3 separate regions of the Mus musculus genome follow, and regions 1 and 2 are each linked to region 3. The links are chromatin contacts, called in public HiChIP or PLAC-seq maps. All regions are on one chromosome and are shown on one strand. Each heading gives the region's core, a stretch centred on a gene start, on an enhancer-like site or on the middle of the called end of the contact. The rest is flanking DNA. Distances are from core to core; before and after follow the strand shown.

Evidence for each region. HiChIP or PLAC-seq counts read pairs in DNA pulled down with a chosen protein or histone mark.
Region 1: an H3K4me3 HiChIP or PLAC-seq map of embryonic stem cells shows a contact between it and region 3, with 3 times the contacts expected there. The contact joins two enhancer-like sites. A contact is called at or near these places in 2 of 484 Hi-C or Micro-C datasets (both in liver), 9 of 115 datasets of contacts at active chromatin or transcription factors (all in embryonic stem cells) and 2 of 9 other capture datasets (adipose tissue and embryonic stem cells).
Region 2: an H3K27ac HiChIP or PLAC-seq map of embryonic stem cells shows a contact between it and region 3, with 5 read pairs. The contact joins two enhancer-like sites. A contact is called at or near these places in 1 of 115 datasets of contacts at active chromatin or transcription factors (embryonic stem cells) and 3 of 9 other capture datasets (adipose tissue, liver and pancreatic islet).

The regions. Positions count from the first base shown.
Region 1 is chr6:140,192,130-140,196,596 of GRCm38.p6, forward strand. No RefSeq gene overlaps it. Among named protein-coding and RNA genes, the nearest start is that of Gm38917, 91 kb to the right of the region's middle. Within about 2 kb of position 1,467, at least 45 of the 459 cell types and tissues checked have an H3K27ac peak or open chromatin away from gene starts, as enhancers often do. A contact at or near this core is called in embryonic stem cells, where this site is marked.
Region 2 is chr6:140,574,429-140,579,104 of GRCm38.p6, forward strand. It overlaps Plekha5 (pleckstrin homology domain containing, family A member 5), which reads left to right. Exons shown (of 31, transcript NM_144920.3): 22 at 2,799-2,910. Among named protein-coding and RNA genes, the nearest start is that of Aebp2, 47 kb to the right of the region's middle. Within about 2 kb of position 1,858, at least 32 of the 459 cell types and tissues checked have an H3K27ac peak or open chromatin away from gene starts, as enhancers often do. A contact at or near this core is called in embryonic stem cells, where this site is marked.
Region 3 is chr6:140,442,446-140,446,910 of GRCm38.p6, forward strand. All of the region lies in intron 3 of Plekha5 (pleckstrin homology domain containing, family A member 5), which reads left to right. Among named protein-coding and RNA genes, the nearest start is that of Plekha5, 21 kb to the left of the region's middle. Within about 2 kb of position 2,611, at least 41 of the 459 cell types and tissues checked have an H3K27ac peak or open chromatin away from gene starts, as enhancers often do. A contact at or near this core is called in embryonic stem cells, where this site is marked.

The sequences.
Region 1 (4,467 bases), core at 217-2,716, 250 kb before region 3:
TTTGAGTCTGTGTATGAGTGGTCACCACTGTAAGATGTCAGAGTACAACTTGCAGAAACTGGTCCTCTCTGCTTACCCTGTGCATCTGGAAGATCCAACTCATGTCACCAGATTTCGGAGACAAGAACCTTTAACCATTGAGCCATCTCACTGCCTTAAGAGGGAAGTTAAATAAAATGATGTTATACAAAAATATCCCTGGAATCAGAAGGTCCAAATACCTTATGAATAAATTATGCCGTCCAGAGAACTTTAGGGTGGCTCATTTGTACAGACCGTGCCAAAGCTGGCTATAGGAGGATTATGAGAAATTAACCAAAGAAACATTTTTGATCAAAAGGAAAGAAAGTGAGGTTCATCAGAGAGTCTGGAGGTCTGGCAAAGCCAGGGCACTGGAGAATAGGAGGCGAGCAGAGGTCTAACTACATCTACAGCGTAAGACTGAGGGATCCATGTGGAAGAGGCCGGAGGAATATTTAAGAGCCAGAGAAGCAGAGAGTTTACCGTGAGACTGTGTCTCTGAAAAAAAGTCAGAGAAGCTACGCATATGCAATCTCACAGAAATGGCTGCCTACGTGTGACGTAAGCAAGGGCAACACCTACAGACGCGGTAACCGGGAAAGGAGAAAATTCATGAGACCTTGGCCCGACACAAAGAACTACAGGAAATTAAGAAATGCCACGGGTGGGAGACGCCGTCGTCCTCAGGGGTGAGCGCATCAACTGGGTACCCAACACCCAATGGCCAGCCCTGAAACCGACAGAGAGGCAACATTATGTAGACTGAGCAGGTTGTATTTATATATTTAGGAATACATATTTATGCAACAACAATTAAAGTAAATAGGTCATAAATTTGAGGTGAACAGGGAGGGTTTGTGGGCGGGGCTGGAAGAGGAAAGGGAAGTGGATAAATGATGCAATTACATTATGATCTCAAAAAACCATTCACAAATTATAATTTCAAAATGTACAAGACTAGAGTTGAGAGGTCCAGGGATGAAAGCTCCCTCTGGGGCCAGCACTACAGGAAGGCCCCCCTCCCAGCTGTCTAAGGACCAGTCAGCAGGGAGGACCAGCAAGATTTAAATGAGACTCAATGGGAAGCTAAGAGTAGTCTTTGCATTGTGGCAGCACTTGGGGATGTTTTTCAAATGCAGACTATCTGTCCACCCACCACCACCCCACCTCCCCTCCCCCTCCTGCCAAACATTTGTTCCTTAAGTCTCTAGATTCTGAGCCAGTCTCTGTGACTAACTACTCAAGGGCTGACACCCCGGAGAAAAATGTTGACTCTCAACCAGGCTTAGTCCCACACAGGGGGAGAAAGGGACCATAGTTAAATTTGCTTGAAGCCTGAACGGTCCTTCCAGGAGCTTCTCACAGATTCCAGGAAGCCGGAGCCAGCAACTGAGGTAATGCGGAGCTCTGAAGAGGCGGGTTTCCTTGCCAGTAGAGAGAGAAAGACCATAAGGCTCTCCAGGGGCAGCAGGCGCCAGTGTGCAGCCAGCAGGAACGAGAAGCAGCTGAGCTGCAGCAGCCAGGCAGTCAGGAAATCTGTCTGCCAGGGTCCTGTGTGTGTCCCCTTTGCTCCAGCTGTGGCCTCAGATACCATCTCAGTCTGACCTGGTTTGGACTCCCAAGTTCTGGCCTTTGGGTTTGCCTGTTTCCATGACAACCTATTTTCTGCTTCAGCCATACTCGATCACTGGCTGCGGCATCTGGAGTCATCTATGGTACCCCACCCTATGGCTCCCACTCATCACAGTCCCTGAGGTCCAGGCTGAGAATGGGCCACCCCACATCTGGTTTCCAGACTCCACTCCTTCGTGCCTACACACAGCCTTTGCTTCTGCCTAAGGGTGCAAACTGCTCCCTTCCTCAACAGGGTGAACCTTCTGATGTTACAGCTTTCTACAGGATGTGATGAAGAACCAGTCGCAATGCTCAGCCATTAGAAGCATAGCCTTTGAACTCAAATCTCAACTGCTCATCAATAAGGGAGTTACCTTATCTTTCCACACCCAAGTTCCAAATCAGTTATTGACCACAAACACTAAGTTATAAAGGTATAAAAAGCTCACACTGCATCATCGCAGGATTATCATATAGCCAAGTGTCTTTCCAGGGAAAGTAATTTGTATCCAAATACTCCCATTAACAAAGTATTCCATGTAAACTCTTAAAGTCTAACCTACCCTTAATGCCAAGAGGCCCAAGTCTTCTGGGAAATTTTCATGCTTTTCCTCTAATAAATTCACTGGGCTCCTGGCCCAGTCTGATTTCTGTTGTCACAAAGCATCTAACCAAGAACAAGTGTCTAAACCACGCCTTCTTGCAAGCTGCTGCATGTGGAGTCATCTGTGGTACCCCACACTATGGTTTTAACTTGTCAAGATCCCAAGACCTGGGCTCCAGCTGTCCCGCCCACACCTGGTTTCCAGTGTCTAGTCCCTCATGTCCACTTGCAAGTGCCTGCTTCTCCCTATGGGTGCAATCTGTCCCCTTCCTAAATAGCAGCTTCCAAATCATAGTCCATCATTGAGGGAAGTCAGGACAGAAACTGAACCAGAAATCATGGTGTGATGCTGCTTGCCTGCTCCCACACTGGCTCATGCTAGCTTTCCTATACAGCTAGGGCCAGCTGCTCAGGAAACTTAATGGCACAGCCTGCCCTCGTTCATCAATTAACAACCAAGACAATCCCCTACACATATGCCTATGGGCCAGTCTGCGATTCCCTTCTCAGGTGGCTTCAGGCTGCATCAAGTTGACTATTAAGCTAATGATGACAGCTCTCTGCAAACTCTGAACTGGCTGTCTCTCAGAGCAAAAGATGACAAACAGGCCTTCTGTATTTCCAAATATTTCAATTAATATAAAAAATTCTGCCTGAGAGTCTTTATTAGCTGTGCTCCTATAATCTAAAGGAAACTGGCATAATTTTCGTCTCATTTTTGTGCAAGGTATGTGGGATACCTGGTATATAGAGAGCATTGGATTGGTAATTACTGATTTTCCCCAAAAGGTAAGCAGAGAGTCACTCGAGAGCTGAAAGCATCAGAATAAAACCAGCACAAGTTCTTGCCTGATTTAGTTCAGCTCCCAATTTGAGCAGTATTTTTGATAGAGTCCGGTAGGCTCTGCTTCCCTCATAGGGCATGTGGGTATATCTCACACATCACTGCATGACAGAACCATGTCATAAGTGGCACACTGGGGTCTCTGGCAATCTGAGTGCCTCTGGGTCCTTGGCTAGTAGTGCTAAGCCACAGCAGACAGAGCAAGTTCAAAATGGATAGAAGTGAGATGTCAGTACTCGATGGGTTAAGTAGGGTTCTCTAGAGGAGCAAAGTCAATAGAATGGTGTGTAGACAAGGGGGCTTAGTGGATGGTTCACACAATAGGAGATGGGGAGGTATTCAATAATGGCTGTTGCATGCTGGGTGGCTGAGAACCTAGTAACTGTTTATTACTCAAAGCAGGAGGCTTCCACAGTTCCAGTACAGCTCCAAACGCCTGAATGTGTTGCCTGTAGTTATTAAAAATCAGCCCACAATATCGCTGGCTACTCACTGGCCGCAATGGTCTCCCCACCCCCATGGCTATCCCTAAGCGGTGGTCCGCCCAACTTCCTTTGCCCAACTTCCTTCGGTTCGCTTGCAGCAGTATTCCCAGTCATCCAACCCCTGTGGCTAGCTGCTGTCAAACCGCTCAGCACTCCCAAATTTCCGTGGCTAGCTGGGGTGCACTTTCACCAACCCAGGCTCCGCTGTTACCTTTCCCCTGGAGTTCAGTTGAGTCGCTGAGAAATGGAAAACACCAGACAATCTAGTTTAGAATCAACAGATAACACAACCATTGGGAGCAGTGTCTAGCATCCTAAACTCATTAACTATCCCATGTTAGAAATCTGGTGACGGATTCTGGTGGATTCCACCACCATATCTGCTTTCCCTCCCCTCAATGTCCAAAAGGAAATACCCTCCTCCTGTGTTCCCTCTTCCTTTCTCAGACCCAGAAGACCCGCCTCCTCCTTGCCCAGTGATTGGCTTCTTGTCATCTTTATTATCCAATCAATTAATTAGGAGAGAATTTTGCTACATGGATGGTACTCCTTGGCAATAAATAGCACACTCACCAGGCGACACTGCCTATGTGTACCAGGGCCATTACTGGAAGATGCCACTGACTCTGATAGTCTTGTCCCTCAGTTAATCCTTACACTTGGCCATCACACTGGCTTCTGACTTGTGTCAGTCATATTCTCCATAGCTTCAGGCTCCATGAAACCATGGGTCATTTGGAGCAGCAATGTCTTGGAGTCTTCTGTTCCTACAAACCAGGGTCTCGGTTGAAACTCTACTCTGAATCTAGGCCTCTGCTCTGTGTTCTCCATCCCTGTCCTGTTCAAAGGATCTCTCCAGCTGAGACCCAATGTGGTCCCTCCATCCGTGGCAGCAGTGG
Region 2 (4,676 bases), core at 608-3,107, 130 kb after region 3:
TCTGCAGACAGTCAGGAGGGGACTCTCTTCCTCACTGGTCAGAACTTGAGCACTAAGAGCCATCAGAGCCCACAACAGTGACACACTTCCTCAACAAGTTAGAGGACTTATGTTATTGTGGGTGGGCTTTGGGGCTTCAAAAGCCACAGCGGGGGCTGGAGAGAAGACTCTGGTTAAGAGCACTGGCTGCTCTTCCAGAGGTCCTGAGTTCAACTCCCAGCAACCACATGGTGGCTCACAACCATCTATAATGGGATTTGATGCTCTCTTCTAGTCTGTCTGAAGACAGCGCCAGTGTACCCACATCCATGAGATAAATAAATATAAAAAAAGAAGCAGCAGCAGCAGCCACAGCAGGCTCAGTGTGACTGTCAGGCACTACTTCAGCACTGTGCCTGTCTGTATCCAGCCATGATAGTCAGGGACTAACCATCGGAAACTGTAAGCAAGTCCCCAGTCAAGTACTTTCTTTTTAGAAGAGTTTGCCCCCCAAAGCAAGCCACCAGGCAGCATTGGTTCTCACCACCCAGCGCTCAGGAGGCAGAGGTAGGTGGATCTCTGTGAGTTTTGGGTTTGGGGTCAGCCGGAGTTACACAGAGAAACCCTGTCTCAGAAAAAAATAAGATAGGAAGAGTTTGGCTGTGGCCATGGTGTTCCCTCTCTCACAGCAACAGGACATTGTATGTGGACAGTGTGTGCCACATGTGTGGATACCTCAGAGGTCATGGACCCTGGACTTTGTGTAACAGGTGGTTGTGAGCTACTAACGTGTGGTTTTTGGAAGGACAGCAAGCTCTCTTAAGTGCTAAGCTATCATTCCAGCCCCAAGACAAATGGATTTCCCTGCAAGGGTCATATAAGTATAACAGAGTCTTGAAACTGTGTGGTTTTAACTTAAAGCATGATACAAAATGTTTAAATAAGAAAGCATGATACAGAATGTAGGCCAGGTAGTGGTGGCGCACACCTTTAATCCCAGCACTTGGGAGGCAGAGGCAAGAGGATTTCTGAGTTCGAGACCAGCCTGGTCTACAAAGTGAGTTCCAGGACAGCCAGGGCTACACAGAGAAACCCTGTCTTGAAAAACCAAAAAAAAAAAAAAAAAGAAGAAGAAGAAGAAGAAGAAAGTGAATGTACCAGAATAGAGTAAAAGTGGCTGGGATGAAATGTTTGTATTGGAAACACACTTACTTACTTCCGTCAATCAAGTGGGGATTGTTTGTTTTTTTTTTTTTGTTTTGTTTTTTTTAGAATTAATTGTTTTTATTAGGTATTTTCCTCATTTACATTTCCAATGCTATCCAAAAAGTCCCCAACACACTCCCCCCCCCACTCCCCCACCCACCCACTCCCACTCCTTGGCCCTGGCGTTCCCCTGTACTGGGGCATATAAAGTTTGCAAGTCCAATGGGCCTCTCTTTGCAGTGATGGCCGACTAGGCCATCTTTTGATACATATGCAGCTAGAGTCAAGAGCTCCGAGGTACTGGTTAGTTCATAATGTTGTTCCACCTATAGGGTTGCAGATCCCTTTAGCTCCTTGGTTACTTTCTCTAGCTCCTCCATTGAGGGCCCTGTGACCCATCCAATAGCTGACTGTGAGCATCCACTTCTGTGTTTGCTAGGCCCCGGCATAGTCTCACAAGAGACAGCTACATCTGGGTCCTTTCGATAAAATCTTGCTAGTGTATGCAATGGTGTCAGCGTTTGGAAGCTGATTATGGGGGATTGTTTTTTATGTTTTAGAATTTAGGAAGTAGTGCAGGAGCCCTGATCCTCAGAACATGTCCCATGCCTGTCAGTGAACCATGAAACCACAAGTAATACAGTGCCTTCCCTCCCTGTACAGGAAGGTTGGGAGGAGGTGATGGGGCATAAGTGTCCTCAGCTCTGCTCCTGGGCTGCGCACGCCCACGCCTGCAGCAGCAGCTGTAACTGAGCAGCAGTTACACGGTAGTGACTCTTTCTTAAATCCAGCGCTGCTGCTGTGCGAGAGCCTTGTGCATGCAGGACAAATGACTTCCTGCCACTGATCTGCAGCCCACCGTTGGCTTGGCTGTATGTGAAACCAGAGAAAGTGATCTGTAGCCGAGGTAGCCCATGGAGAACTCCTTGGCTTTCCTTCTCTTCTCCCGAGCTCGGGCCAGCCTCCAGGCCTTCCTGCCGTGATGGACATGCACAGCTTTACTGGTTTTTGTTTGTTTGTTTGTTTGGGGGTTTTTTGGGATTTTTTGTTTTGTTTTTTGAGACAGGGTTTCTCTGTATAGCCCTGGCTGTCCTGGAGCTCACTTTGTAGACCAGGCTGGCCTTGAACTCAGAAATCAGCCTACCTCTGCCTCCTGAGTGCTGGGATTAAAGGTGTGCACTACCACGCCTGGCACAGCTTTACTGTTTGCCTCGTGTGTGTTACGCTAAATACCCTGGGACTTAGCCCTCGGCCGCTCTAATTGTTTATTTATGACTAGTAGAACTTATAAGGTTGACGGTTTTCGTAAGTTGTTATTGAGTTAGTTATTTTCCTGTTGCTGTCATAGAAAACCCTAACAAAAAGCAACTTAGTGGAGAAAGGGTTTCTTCTGGCCCTCTGCCTTGGTTCCATCACGGCAGGAAGGCCTGGAGGCTGGCCAGAGCTCGGGAGGGAGAGAACGAGGACGGGCCCAGCTGTAAAGCATCAACGCTCCCACCCAGTGTGGACTGCCTTTATCAAGGCCCCGCCAGCAGACACCCAGGGTTCAAATGCATGAGTCCACGGGCCTGCCCCACGCAAGCACTACAGTGATCTGTCGTCTTTGCTGATAGAGTGAGTCGGCAGGAATTCAACGGGCACAGATTCAAAAGGAGCTCTGGAGAATTCAAGATGTCATGGAGGGGTTGAGCAAACACAAACAGCAAAGAGGCTCTTCAGAAACAGGTGGGTCAGCTCTGCACAGCGGTGTCTAAATGGAAAGATGGCGTTACATTTGCACCTCAATAGAGTCTATCACCAGAAACCAGCCCTCTGAGCCACTGAATGGTACATAACTTAATAAACCAAAAGCAGCAATTCTGGCAGCCACCGCCACACAAACCCTGACCTGAGTGAGTGAAGCTGAAGGGACTTCAGCGACTCTCCCCTTCTGAGTCTTCCTAGTGTGGGGACAAAAACGGAAGTGATCCTACACCCCTTTTTCTCAATTTGCTCCCCCCACTTTTAAAATTTTTTATTTATTTAATGTGAGTGCTCTGCTGCATATACATCTGCAGGCCAGAAGAGGGCATCAGATCTCATTACAGATGGCTGTGAGCCACCATGTGGTTGCTAGGAATTGAACTCAGGACCTCTGGAAAAGCAACCGGTGCTCTTAACCTCTGAGCCATCTCTCCAGCTCTGCTTCCCGGCTACCTTTTAATAAATCTTTTATTTATATTTTGAAAGTTTCATTCATGTATGTGGCATATCAACATATGTCAACATCACCTTCTTGTCTTTTCTTGGTTCTAACCAATGAGTGCAGTTCCTGCTACCATTACCATGGTAACTGATCTTGTTGGCTTTCCCCGCCCCAAATGTAGTAGTAGCTGCCTAAGAGAGATTAACTGCAGGGACTAACTGTGCTTCATGTCGGTGAATGTGTGCTGTATCTGCAGCTCTCTCTGTTACTGTCTGTGAGTCACTCTGTAACAGGCATCGTTCCACCAGGTCCCACAGTGTAAAGAGTTAGTATGTACTCCATTCTAAAGACTACGGCCAGATTGGTCTCATAAAAGATTACTGTGTATGCCAATAATGCGTGAGGAAACCTGTTTCCACATATCCTTTCTTTTCTTATTATTAAGATTTTTAAAAAAACTTTATGTGTGCTGGTGTTCTGCCTCCATGTTCATCTGTGTGACTTGTGCCTGTGGAGGCCAGAAGGCAGCAGAGCCCCTGGAACTGTTAAAGGCCGTTGTGCGCCTCCAGCTGAGAATCAGTCAGCCATCTTTCCAGCCTGAAATACCATCTTTTAATTTTAGTATTTAGAGCCAGATGTTGGTGGTAGTATAGACCTTAAATCCTTGCACTCTGGAGGCAGAGGCAGGCAGATCCCTGAGTTTGAGGCCAGCCTAGTGTACAATGCAAGTTCCAGGCAGCCAGGGCTACACAGAGAAACCTTGCCCCTCCCCCCCCCCCCCCCGCCCCCAAAAAAGAAAAGAAACGGAAGGCTTCACCACATATGATAGCTAACACCACAGTCCTAGCACTAGGGAGGTTGAGGCCAGGGGGTTGCCTTGTGTCTGAGGCCAGCCTCAGTTACTGGCAGGGAAGATTAACTCCATTTCTGAAAGCAGGCAATGGGTAGGGATAGAGCGGAGAAGACTTCATCTAAAATAAGTAGAACCAGGCTGGCCTGGTGGGACAGCTCAGTGGGTAAGGACATTGGCTGCAATACTGGAGACCTGGGTTTGATCCCTGAGACCCACAAGGTGGAAGGACAGAGCCCACTAGTACAAGCTGTCCTCTGCCTTCTATCTACATGAGCACTTGGCACGTGTGCATGCACATGCTCATAAAATAAAAACATCGAATTTCAATTATTTTTTTAAATTTATTTATTTATTGTGTATAAGTAAACTGTAGCTGTCTTCAGACACACCAGAAGAGGGCATCAGATCTCATTACAGATGGTTGTGAGCCACCATGTAGTTGCTGGGATTTGA
Region 3 (4,465 bases), core at 1,361-3,860:
CAATTGTGCAATACAAGTCAGGCTTTATTTTTTGTTTTTAATTTGGTACTGCAGAATTGAACTCCAGGCTTTACTGTGTTAGCTTTCCCTCAGTGTGACGAGGTAACTGAGAAAATTGACATAGAAAAAGGGAGTCTAGTTAGCTTTCTGTTGCTGTGAAGGACACCGATCAAAGGTAACTTATGGGAGGGAACTTCCAAGTTCTTGACAGGTGTCGGGGCAGGAGCTTGAAGCAGAAATCCTAGAGAACACCCCCCCACCCCACCCCCCCCCTTAAAGACAGGGTCTCACTCTGTAGCCCTGGTGGTCCTGGAGGTCACTGTGTAGCTGTAGATCAGACTAACCTCAGACTCGGAGATCCTCTTGCCTTTTCCTTCATAAGCTGGGATTAAAGCGTGTGCTAGCATACACGCAGCCCCACCGACTCTATACCGTTGGCTGGCAGCTCTAGTATGGTAGAAGCAACTTGTCTGCAGACTTCAAAGCTCCTGCTTTTAGTCTTCTTCAGCAGATGTTGTTTGAGAATTAGGGATTTAGATAAAGGTGATTCTCTACTACAAGGCTGATGAGGGCTTCAGTAGTGAGTGAGTGCTGAATTTTATCATTAAGTTTCTTTCTGTAGTCTGTAAAATAATTCCCCCCTTTTAATTTACTACTTAATGAATTACATGAATTTCATCAATGTACTTTTGGTTTTTTGAAGCAGAGTTTCTCTGTGTAGACCAGGCTGTCCTGGAACTTGTAGAAATATGCCTGTCACTGCCTCCTGAGTGCTGGGAGTAAAGGTGTGCACCCCCACGCCCAGCCCATGTGGTACCCTTTTGAAAATTAACAAGCTTCCAGCTGGAGGAAACTGTTTCTGCTGAGGACCCAAGTTCAATTCCCAGTACCCACATCAGGTCTGGGAATTGAACTGTCTGAAACTCCACCTTCAGGGAGCTGACACCTCTCTATTTCCTTGGGTGCATACACATAAACAAATAATAAAAATTAAAAGAAAACCTTTATATGTTAGGGTTAGATTTTAGCAAAGTTTGAACAGAAGGTATAAGAAGTTCTGTACATACACTCACACACACTGCCCCCTTCTGGTGATTCCTTGCACAGCAGAATTGGTGAACATGTATTTCCTTATTACTCTGGATGCAGTGTATTGGATTTGACCTTGCACATGAGCTTAGTGCGTGGCTGTTGGGGTGACCTGTCTTCTCCGTACAGTTCTGTCATGTTTTAGAAAGCCTTGTTTGGTGCATTTTAGTACAGACCTGTGCTAAGTGTAGAGTGCTCATCGGAGTGTGCTCCGCGTTGTGTCAGCAGCAGAGAGCCTCTGCCCCCAGTGCTGCCACTGCCCCTGCTACTCCATCTGACTTTAATAGTCCAGTTTTGTGTTATTTGGTACTTAACTGTTTTTTCCAGCTCTTTATAAAAACATGTAAGTGTATGTATTTACAGGTGTGATGTGCTATTGTAAGAAGTATTTAATAGTCAAATCAGTAATTAGCATACACATCTCCTCCTGTATTTATTGTTTCTCGGTGTTAGGAACACTCAGCGTCCTCTTGTAGCTATTTTGAAGTACACAAAAGAGTTGTTATGAATTGCAGTCACCTATTGTGCAGAAGAGCGCTGGGCACTTTACTGTGTGCTGTACCCACTCACCCACCCTCTCCTTACCCCTCCCTCCTTTTCCTACCCTGTGGTAACCATTGTTTTCTGACATTGATGTTTTTAGCTCTCAGGTGATTGGCACAATGTTCTTTGGTGCCTGGCTTATTTCACCCAGTCTTACCTAGTTTGACCCGTCAGGATTTCATTCTTTTTGTTGTTTTGTTCTGTGTTGTTTTGTGTTGGGGGAAACGGTTTCACCTGGTCCTGCTGGCCCCGTACTTGCTGCACAGTGTAGGCTACATTAGATTCCCTCCCTCTTGCCTTGACCTCGCAGGCTGGGATACAGGCTGCCCCATTACCTGGTCCTCATGCTGTGGAGCTGGGCTCTTCTCGTGGTCCCACACACAGACACACTGTCTTCGTGGTATGTTTTTTGGTCAGTCTTGTGGGGCCTTGACATGCTAAGCTGGCCTCTTTACCACTGACGCACACCAGCAGCCCAGCAGCCCAGCTTTAAATAAGAGACATCTTGGGAGGAGGATGGAGAGATTGCTCAGGCATTAAGAGTACTTGCTACTCGTTCAGAGGATCCGTTGAGTTCCCAGCACCCGTGTCAGGGAGCTCCTAACTGTCTTAACTCCAGCCTCAGTGGACCCAGTGCTTCTGGTCTCATGTACGCATACCCACATGCAGATACACACCTGTACATAATTAAAGTCTCTTAACAAATGCCACAGGAATTCTTCATTTTTATCCAAACTTTGGTGTCGATTAGGAAGGTCTCAGCTCTGTGGTAAGTAAATTGGAGTATTAGTAAAGTAGCTGTTTTACCTGATAAAGGGGCTGCAGAGGAGTGAAACCTGGTGTGACAGGAAAGGAAGCAAGCCTGATACTAGGTTCTCCTGAATCATGAGCCTAAGTGCCCTCTTTAGTGAGAGCCCCTGCTGGGAGCAGCGGGAAGGGCTGCTGCTAAAGCCGGTCCTGCTTTGCCCCTCTGGGGCTCCTGTTGGGCACACAGTGTGGGGTGAGACTGTTGAGTGTCTGTGAAGCAGAGGGAGAAAGAGCTAAGCAGCTTTATAGAAAGCATGAAAGACTGACCTCTTGCTTTAGACACTGATTTATATGGTCTGTCTCTCAGGCAAGAGCAAAAGCACACAATCCTAGTGAGGCTGTGTCCGGGCCTTCCCAGAAAGCACTGCGAAGGCCAGTGCTTTGTTGTCAGAAGAGGCACGGCAGGAGCGAGCGCAGGTGTTTCTGGGATCTAAAACAACACTGCCCCAGTGCACGCGGCTGCTTATACCTAAGGTCTAAAGCATGGCTTCCCACATGGCTTTACAGTAGCTTTGTTGTACATGTCTGTGATGTGAGCTCTTAGGGTGAAGTGCAGTGCTCGCTGGCTTTTGTTTCTCTCTGTGTGGAGCATGAAAACTATGCATGCATTCATTTATTCACATGTGAGCCCCGATGTTGTCATCCTGGGATATACAGTGACAGCCTGACATGCTAGCTCTCGCCCTTTCAGGTGGCCCAGAAACACAAAACCTTCTCCCAGTGAATTTTCAGCTACAAAAAAAAAAAGTTTTTTAAAGTTTAAATAAACTTCGTTTTTACTTGACTTGGAAAAGCTGAAGTTAAGTGAATATACTATGTCGAATAACCTGCCAAGCACAGGGGCTGCAAAGGTGAAATCCTCACGGTCTAGAGTCTTGGAACCTCATAATGCCTAGTGGAATTTGAACTACCTGTTTGCTTCGTTGGGTGCTATACACTGAGGGAAATACATATTGCATGCTAAGACTGCAGGCTGGCCTGGTACTTGCTATGTTGCCTAGGCTAGCATTCGTGCCTCTGATCGGTACAGGAATTCATAATTATTCCTGACCCCGACTTTATTCTGTCTCTGGGTGAATGAATATAGACCAGTTTTTGTTTGAGATTTTGAGGGCAAAAAATTGGAAGCCACTTTCCTTCAAGTTTTTGTCTCATTCAGGCCTCCTGCTCTGCAGCCAGCACTTCACCTTCTGAGCTTCTCAGCCTCCCAGTGTGAATTGCTCAGTTAGTGTTTTAGTTGTCCTCGAGTAGTGGAGACCCCGGAGAGCAAGACTGTAGGTAAGGTAAACTCCTGATTCAGTAGCTCCGCACAGCCATACAGAGCTGAATGGCGCTTACTTTACATTACCTGTGTCACACTCATTATGAAAAGGTTTCTGAAAACTCCTATCATGTCCCCTGATACATCCATTGTCATAAACCTTGATTTATAATGAATTTTGAAAAAAAAATATAAAATTAATGTGGGTCCTACAATAATCTGGCAAAGGAGGCCATATTATCCTGATGGCGTAGGACATTGACCGGCTGCATCCGCACACTGTGTGGATGTTCCTTCCTTGCTTGCTTTCAAGTTCTGGGCTTCTCACTTTATAAAGGGAGGAAGTAGAAGCCACGTTAGCTCTATGGGAAAGTGCTGTTCGCTGGAGGAAGCCTTGCGGAGCTCATCTCCCTCTGACCGTATCCCAGCCTTCCTGCTACCTGTGCCCACAGTAGACATCACGTGTCATCTTTAGAAGGCAGAGAACAGGACAGTTTGCCTGAGTAATACAGTGACAGAGGCTGACCTGCAGATACCCCAACTTGTTGTCTATTGATGTTTACTATAGCAAAGTGGGGCAGGTTTTAACTTGTTCATCCTTCATACATATACTTGCATTCTAGTCACTTGTAATCAGACATTTCTGTCTTTGAAATTGTATTGTGAGTTATTAAGCCCCTTCCCTACGTGATCCAACTGATGTCAGTACAGTTTAAAACATAGTCCAGAAAAATTACTGAATTTGACATCAACTAAAACTAAATA